Linked DNA regions of Ovis aries: region 2 is linked to region 1. A link is a contact called in public Hi-C data. All regions are on one chromosome and are shown on one strand. The core of a region is the stretch at or near the end of the contact, and the rest is flanking DNA. Distances in the headings are between cores, read along the strand shown. Region 1 has its middle 61 kb from the start of DAPL1. Region 2 has its middle 63 kb from the start of UPP2.

Region 1 (4,111 bases), core at 702-3,201:
ACACTTTTCCATTATAAAATACGTGTGAGAAACACGTACTCTACGCCACCTTGGGGAAGTCACACTGCACACTAACGTGTTAAAGGCTCTGAGAAGTTCCGCAAAGAAATAAGTTACTGTTGAACTCAACATGTCCCACTTATCAACTAAAAGATCTTGGCCTAGAGGCCAGGTTTCCTTGTTCCTGGGAGAACTTCCTAGTGCATCCCTCTTTTCAGCCAAGGAAAAGAGTTGAAGCCCATGGGCAGATCTGAGATAACCACCACTTAATTGACACCAATAAATGATATACCATTTCCTGGTGCCATTTATAGATGCTTCTTGCCTCTTTCTGTTCTTTGGGATGAAAAATGAGATCATGTGAGTGAAAAGTGCTTTATAAGCCATTTAAATGCTGTGTAAGTGTTAATTGTTACCAGTACAATGACTCACTCTGGCACTCTAAACCCTTTTTTCCCTGGGAAGTGTCATTTTCAGAATTATAGTTCCATAACAGAGTTGAAACCTACACACATAATAATAGCCGTTTCTACCAAAGGGTCCTTTCTGTTCATGCAATAGGTAAACAATTTGTTCCTACAGAATAGAGGAAGAAAGAAGTATAGACACAAACCCCCTTGAATCCTCAGGCTACCTCCAGTCACACAGACCCCAAAGCCACTCCACCACCAAATCCAGACACTCAGAGCTGTCTCTTGCCTGCCCGGCCACAAACCATCAGAGTCAGACCCTCTAGGTCCCCACAGGCTCCTCAGTGACAGCCCCTGGCGTCAGACTTCACAGGAACTGTCTCCTTAGGATCCCTGTAAACCTGGGCCAGGAAATGCCAGGCCAGACCTGATTCGCCTAAGCCACTGAACAATGGACTCTTCCTTGTTTGTTTTGAGAGATTTCGGTTGGTGGCTCCTCCTTTCCTCGACACCACAGCAGTTTTCAGAGGCACACCCAGCCGCAGAGCACATCCAGGGCTGGCGCGGGCTCAAGGGCAAGGTTTAAGTTCATTTTGCTGACTCCTTTCCCGTTTCTCCTCCAGAGAAAACAGAAAAGAAAGGTCTCTATAGCCCAAGTAAAACAGCCACAACTAAAAATATTTGACTAAGACAGACACAGAACAGCAAAAATTGTATAATTCCGCTTATATAAGGTATCTAGTTCGATGAGGCAAATTCACAGAAAGCAGGATCAGCGTAACCAGGGCCAGGCAGCAGGGAGGAATGGGGAGTGACTGCATGGAGAGTGTGAGGGTTTTGGGTAGGGAATGGCAAAAAAGCTCTGAGATGGACAGCTGATGAGAGCTACATGACACTGTGCGTGTATTTAATGCCCCTGAACTGCACGCTTAGAAGTTGTCAAAACTGTAAATTTTATGATATGTATATTTTGCCACAATAAAACAAAATAAACAGCAATGACTTCAATAAAATATTTGCTATGGTTCCCTGAACATGATGTCCATCCCCAGGGACAGCTCATCATCCATGTGTAGCAGATGTGGTCCCGGGAAGAAGGATAAAAGGCCCCCTAGTCACCCTTCAGTCCTGGGTGACTGAATCCCACGTGGGGGAACCCAGCCAGAGTGCCGCTCAGAGTGCCGCTGGCACCAAGGGAGCTTGTGAAGCCCTGGGACATAAGCAGGAAGGCTCATCTATGCTTTCTTGAGCAGCTTTCTAAGTCTCAAGGCAGCCTGTAAAATTCTTTTGACAGACACTGGAAAGTCCCGGGAAGACGTCCAGGCTTCTCTTAGGACGAGAGCTCCACGAGAGGAGAGTTTGGGATCGCAGAGGGTCATCTGCGAGGAGGTAGAAGGAAAACGGAGTTTACTCAGCAAAGACAGGTTCCCTAAGGTCTTTTGTTTGACCCAGGAAAAATGAGACGACAGATTGGTGGCCGAACTGTCTGCATTTCAGACAGCAGCCACTAGGTGGCGCACACACCGTAATAAATACCCTGAGAAGAGACAGTTTCATCAGCGAATTGAGTTTCAAGGTTCAGTTCAGAAGCTGGGGAGAGTTTACAAATAAGCTACTCCTCACCGAAGCCGAGAAACAACCCCCACGTCTAAACCCTTCTAGATTCAACCTAACGATGGCAGGGCTTCGATCATCTTGATGACAACAGGGAGGAGGGCATCATATCTACCTGAGGATCGGCCATGGCCTTTTCCTGGAGGAGACAGAGGTAATGTGAGCCCATGGAGAGAGAGGTAACGTGAGCTCCCAGGAAAGGGCCCTGTTCACAGGGGCCATTGTTTCTCCCAAGAGAGGGTTAGCGGTGGCACTTCCAGAACACAGTGGTAGGAGCTGAAGAACGGACTCAGTCTGCTCAGCTCCTGGAGTGGGTTTTTTCCCTCCCCTTTAAAGCCTCTATGTTCTCAGCAAGGGCTCAAGTGCGCAGGAGACCAGGACAAAGGCCATCAACCCAGAATGCAGAGCTCTGCACCAGGAAGACGAAGAGGGGGCAGCTCCTCTCACCACCCAGGGTCATTCTTATTTACACAAGCAATTAACAGGCACACATGCAAACCCAGCCGGGAACAGACCTGATAATGACCCAGATAATAAAGCGATCCAGTACTGCAGAGTGGAGCAAGCAGTGTATCACTCTTGTTCCCAAGGTAGCTTCACTTTTCTCTCCTCCGTCACACAGCTGTGTCGGGGGAGGTCTGCTCTGAGTCAGTGCAAAGTGGCATCAGTCAGTCAGAGGCACTGATGAAGGGCCCGCCAAGGGCTTGACTCAAGGCTGGGGTGAGATATGGGAGAAGGAGAAACTTCTGCCTCAGCGTCTAGGAAACTATAGTCTAGGGTTCTATTATCCATGACAGTAGCCACTAGCCACATGTGGCTATTTATATTAAAATGAAAAGAAAAGAAAATGGAAAATTCAACTCCTAGGCCATACATACAGCTAGTGGCTACTGTACTGGACAGCGCCAAAACCATTTCCATCATTGCAGAAAGTCCTGTTGAAGAGTACCATGGTGCTAGTGGTAAAGAACCTGCTTGCCAACGCAGGAGAGAGAAGAGATGGGAGTTTGATCCCTGGGTTGGGAAGATCCCCTGGAGGAGGAAAAGGCAACCCACTCCAGTATTCCTGCCTGGAGAATCCCATGGACAGACTGGCGGGCTGTTATCCATAGGGTCACAAAGAGTCGGACACAACTGAAGCAAGTGAGCACATGTGAACAATGAGAGACCACTTTCAGAGATGGCAATTAACCAAGAGGAAATTAATGGGAGGAAATGAAGGCTCAGACAAGTTGTGTCTTTCAGCCAGGAAATGGTCTTCTGACTCCTATTGCAGTGCTTAGAAGCATCCTGAGCATTGTCTTAACTCTAACATACTAAGTGTTTGTGTTTGGGAGGTGGTGGGTGCTGGATAAGTTATTAGAATAGAATTTTAAGCAATTTAGAAGCATGTTCTCTTAACCTGTAGCCTCCAGATAGGCGATTCATTTCTGGTTTCACTTCATCCATGATATTCTTCCCCACCTTCCACCTTAAAATACTCTCTCACTGAGATTCACTCTGTGCCGGAAGCTGGGCTAAATACTGTCATGGATTTCATTTAATTCTCACAATTTTCTGTGAATTGGGTTAGTGGTACCTACCTAAGCATCATCCATCCATCCCTTGGCCTTCCCAGGAAAGAGACCCCATTCCCAGCTGCAGCTCTAGCTCCAGAAGTGGGCCTATTTGATCCAAGAGGAATCATTTGTCATTGATAAGCTGAGGAACTCAGTTCAGTTCAGTTGCTCAGTCATGCCCGACTCTACAACCCCATGAACAGCAGCATGCCAGGCTTCCCTGTCCATCACCAACTCCCAGAGTTTACCCAAACTCATGTCCACTGAGTCGGTGATACCATCCAACTATCTCATCCTCTGTTGTCCCCTTCTCTTCCTGCCCTCAATCTTTCCCAGTATCAGGGTCTTTTCAAACGAGTCAGCTCTTCACATCAGGTGGCCAAAGTATTGGAGTATCAGCTTCAACATCAGTCCTTCAGTGAACACCCAGGACTGATCTCCTTTAGGATAGACTGGTTGGATCTCCTTGCAGTCCAAGGGACTCTCAAGAGTCTTCTCCAACAACACAGTTCAAAAGCATCAATTCTT
Region 2 (4,069 bases), core at 718-3,217, 770 kb after region 1:
ATTTATTATTAGTTTAAACTGAATATTTAGTTTAACATTTCCAAATAGTTGGGGAGAGATTGCCTTTATTTCTTATTTTACATTTTGACCATTCATACTTACAAAGACAGCTTGTTTGAGGAAAGCTCATTCCTTACTCAGTGTCTTGCATGTGAGTGTGAAGTGTGTGATGAGAGGTATAGAAGCAGGCAGAGTGGCTACTGAAAGTTCTGGGCCCACAAGGCTCACATCAGAGTTCTGGCTCCTGTGCCAGTCTATGAGCCTTCCTTGGGCTACTGCCTGTAGGCTTCCAGGTGGCACAGTGGTAAAGAATCCACCTGCCATGCAAGAGATGCAAAAGACATGGGTTCGATCCCTGGGTGGGGAAGATCCCCTGGAGGAGGAAATGGCAACCCACTCCAGTATTCTTGCCAGGGAAATTCCATGCACAGAGGAGCCTGATGCGCTCTAGTTTATGGGGTCTCAAAGAGGCAGACACAACTGAGTGATTGAGCATACACACACACTGCCTGTACAATACTGATGGATATGCAGAGACTAGAGGGGACACTGTGAAAAAGTTCATGCAAATCCACTCCCACTCATCAGAAAATCACTCTGAACACCACCCTCACCCCCATATTGTGGATCAGAAACTTCATCTTCAAACATGAAGTCTGCCATGCAAGGTAAAAACCAATGAAGACCAAAAAAATTGGTTCTTATAGTGAACATCCTCTATGTTTCTCCATTTCTGCCTCTGGGCTGACTGCCTGAGTGTAAGGAAATCAGCCCAGGTCAGTGATACATGGTTCTCTACACAGATCTAGTGTGTCTCAGGACTGCAGCCCAGGAGAACCTTCCCTGTGCTGCTGGGCAGCTGGAGGAGATGCTCACATGGCTGAGGAGAGGGGATACCTAAGAGACACCCCAGGTCAGAGAACCAAATGCCCAAAGACAAGGCATTTTTCATACTGCGTGTGGGATAAGGTTTTCATTTAAAGGTCATTAAATGAACTGCTTGTCTTTGTATCACCTACTGTATTTTACTTTAAATATGGCCCAGCAGTCTCACAAGAGTTGGAAAGATTTTTTTCAATTTTAATTTTTAATTGGAGGAGAATTGCATTACAATATCGTGTTTGGTTTCTGCCATACATCAACATGAATCAGACATAGGTATACATATGACCCCCTCCTTCTTGAACCTCCCTCCCACCTCCCACCCCATCCCTCCAGGTTGTCACAGAGTACCTAATTTGAGCTCCCTGCATCATACAGCAAATTCCCACTGACTGTTTTACATATGGTAACGTATATGTTCCAGTATTACTCTTTCAGGTCATCCTTCCCTTTCCTTCCCCAACTGTGTCCACAAGTCTTATGCCTGCATCTCCATTTCTGCTCGGCAAGTAGGTTCTTTCTGTGTGCCTAGCGTTGAGTAGTTCATCTCCCTGGATCCATGGATAACACGATAGAAGAGGGTCTTGCCAAGGCAGGGGTGTCTCTTAGGTATCCCCTCTCCTCAGCCATGTGAGCATCTCCTCCAGCTGCCCAGCAGCACAGGGAAGGTTCTCCTGGGCTGCAGTCCTGAGACACACTAGATCTGTGTAGAGAACCGCTATCCTCTCTGCAGACAACCACTATCCTCTCTTGTCTGATTTCCCCTGAACCAAAGGATGGCTGTCCCTCAAAACAAGCAGGACCTTGTGGCTTTCCTCTGGCCCCACCCTGGGGGAATAAGAGAAAAGAGAAAGGTTTTCTTTCTTTCCTGCACTCTACAAACTTCTAAGACAATAGCCTTCTCAGCTCTTCTTCTTTCAAAGAGTTTTCTTTCTCCTGCCATTTCCTGTCCTGACCAAGAGCACAATGGAAGAGGAAGCAGGGAGAGGCAGGGGCAGGATGTGAAGCCAGCTTTCCCTTGTGCCCTTAGAGAGTGAGGGTGTGACTTGTCCCTCTCTACAGCCCTCTCCTACTAACCTCCTCCAATACATTGTTCGCTCACTGAATTGTATTTTCTCAGTGTGAGGCTGTGGCCTGTGGCTGCTCCCGCACCAAACTTGGAAGATCCCATGGAGAAGGGAATGGCAACCCACTCCAGTATTCTTGCCTGAAGGAGTCCTTGGACAGGGGAGCCTGGCGGGCTACAGTCCACGGGGTTGCAGAGTCAGACACGACTGAGAGACTGACACTTTCACTAGAACAGATCAAGCCAATTGTGTACAGATGTGTACAAATACAGCCCAAAGACCACGCTGTCCCCTTCACTCTCTGCTGGCCTGAGGTTCTTACAGTCTTTTGCAGCCTGTCCCTGTGGAATGGTGCCTTAACCTCACTGTAAGCACAAGTGCTAGCCTCTCTGCTCCTGGGATCCCCGGCTCACAGTGATCTTGGCAGTGACTTGGCCTTCCGGTGGTCCAAGGCTGTGCTGCACAGCTTGAGGCTGAGCTGTGGTGATCCCAAGGCTTCTTTCTGCTTCCAGCCCACTGGCTTCCCCACCTGCTGCTGTTCCTCCTGGGGAACTCACTAGAATGGCTGGGAAGAAGGTTCAGGTCCGCACAAGCCGTGCCACAGTTTGGCTCTTCGTTTCACTTCAGCGTGGCTCTTATTTTCTGGTGCTAGTATGTTTACCCAGAGCTTTTTTCTTCTTGCTTCCTTCCTTCCTTTCTTTCCTTCTTCCCTTCCTCCTTCCTCTCTTCCTCTCTCTCTTCCCCTACTCGCTCTCTTTCATTTTCTGATCTTGACTACGGACCAGGGAAAAGGGAGTTTTACCACATGATGCTTTTTTATTTTTCAATGACCAAAGTGCATCTGCTACTTCTCAAGAAAACCATCTTCCCAGAAAGCTTTTAAGACACTTTCTTTGAGTGACACTTTTCATTTTGCAAGGACCGCAACCTTTTCTCAAACAGATTTTTATCTTTTTCTGGGGTCTGATGTGGAAATCTCACTAAATTCCTCCATCTAGAGCATGTCAGTATTTGAGTGAAATGCAAGTTTGAAGTCTCACCTGTTAAATCATATCTACCTGCATCCTTTTAAAATTAATACACACTTTTAAAATTAATGATGTGTTTAATATTGAAAGTAAGCTAAAACTGGGTAACAAGAGCATTTCAAATAGATGCAGAAGATCGCCACCTCGTGGCCATTGTGAAATCTGCCACTTAGACTTCTGCTGGGTTTTCCCAAGGTTGGGGCCCTACTGCTAATTAAACTAAACGACTTCTAATAAGATCTTTTCCCATGAAGTTCACATCCCAATCTGCCCCTCTGCAGGTCAACTTGTGGAGATTTCCTTACAGTTTGGGGAAAGACAGCTGTTCTAAGTGGCTTGAGTGGGTTAGTTGAAGGAAACCTTGTGACTCCTTAAACTCTGTTTTTGGTCAAAAGGAGAAACAAGTTCCTGGGAGCCCAGGTCTTTGTTTTACTCAAACCCTATGTGCTATTACTCTTATGTTCTTCCAGATGTGCTCCAAGGGGATACATTCATCAGCATCTTTGAGGAAGATATTTAGAAGCCAGGTTTAGGGTTTCCCTACGGTAGACCTAAGGATTAGAACATCCCAGGATCGATTCTGGAATTTGCATTTTATCTTCATGAAAATATAAATATATATAATACTATATATATATATATATATATATATATATATAAAGATGTAAAATATACTTCTCTTCACATGGTGGTCAAAAGATTTAGAAGCTACTGATTTAGGAAATGTCGTCCCTTTACACTTCATTGACTCCATTTGAAAAAAATAACTTAGTGACCTTATGATGTGGTTTCCATTTATTGGCTTGTGAAGACTCTTTTGTAAGGAAATATATACAGATCCCATGACTCTTTGGAGATCAATATATTTTCTAATTATAAGAAATGATAATGATCTGATTTAACCTTATTTCAATTGTGTTCAGAACAGATAAAAATCCTTTCTAGAGATTACTATTGTAAGACATTTTTACTGAAATAGAGGCCTTACCCTCTGTTTTTCCTTTGGTGTGTACCCATGCATTACCTTTTTTTTCTTTTTTCTCAGCATTTCAGATCTTCCCCTAGCAGGTATCGAGCCAGTGCCCCCTGCAT

Evidence for each region. A called contact is a pair of places that touch in the nucleus more often than the background predicts.
Region 2: a Hi-C map of hypothalamus shows a contact between it and region 1, with 5 times the contacts expected there. The contact joins two enhancer-like sites. A contact is called at or near these places in 12 of 16 Hi-C or Micro-C datasets (blood, hypothalamus, liver and 6 more).

Annotation. Positions count from the first base shown.
Region 1 is chr2:150,928,135-150,932,245 of ARS-UI_Ramb_v3.0, forward strand. No RefSeq gene overlaps it. Among named protein-coding and RNA genes, the nearest start is that of DAPL1, 61 kb to the left of the region's middle. Within about 2 kb of position 1,952, at least 17 of the 54 cell types and tissues checked have an H3K27ac peak or open chromatin away from gene starts, as enhancers often do. A contact at or near this core is called in hypothalamus, where this site is marked.
Region 2 is chr2:151,697,369-151,701,437 of ARS-UI_Ramb_v3.0, forward strand. No RefSeq gene overlaps it. Among named protein-coding and RNA genes, the nearest start is that of UPP2, 63 kb to the left of the region's middle. Within about 2 kb of position 1,968, at least 5 of the 54 cell types and tissues checked have an H3K27ac peak or open chromatin away from gene starts, as enhancers often do. A contact at or near this core is called in hypothalamus, where this site is marked.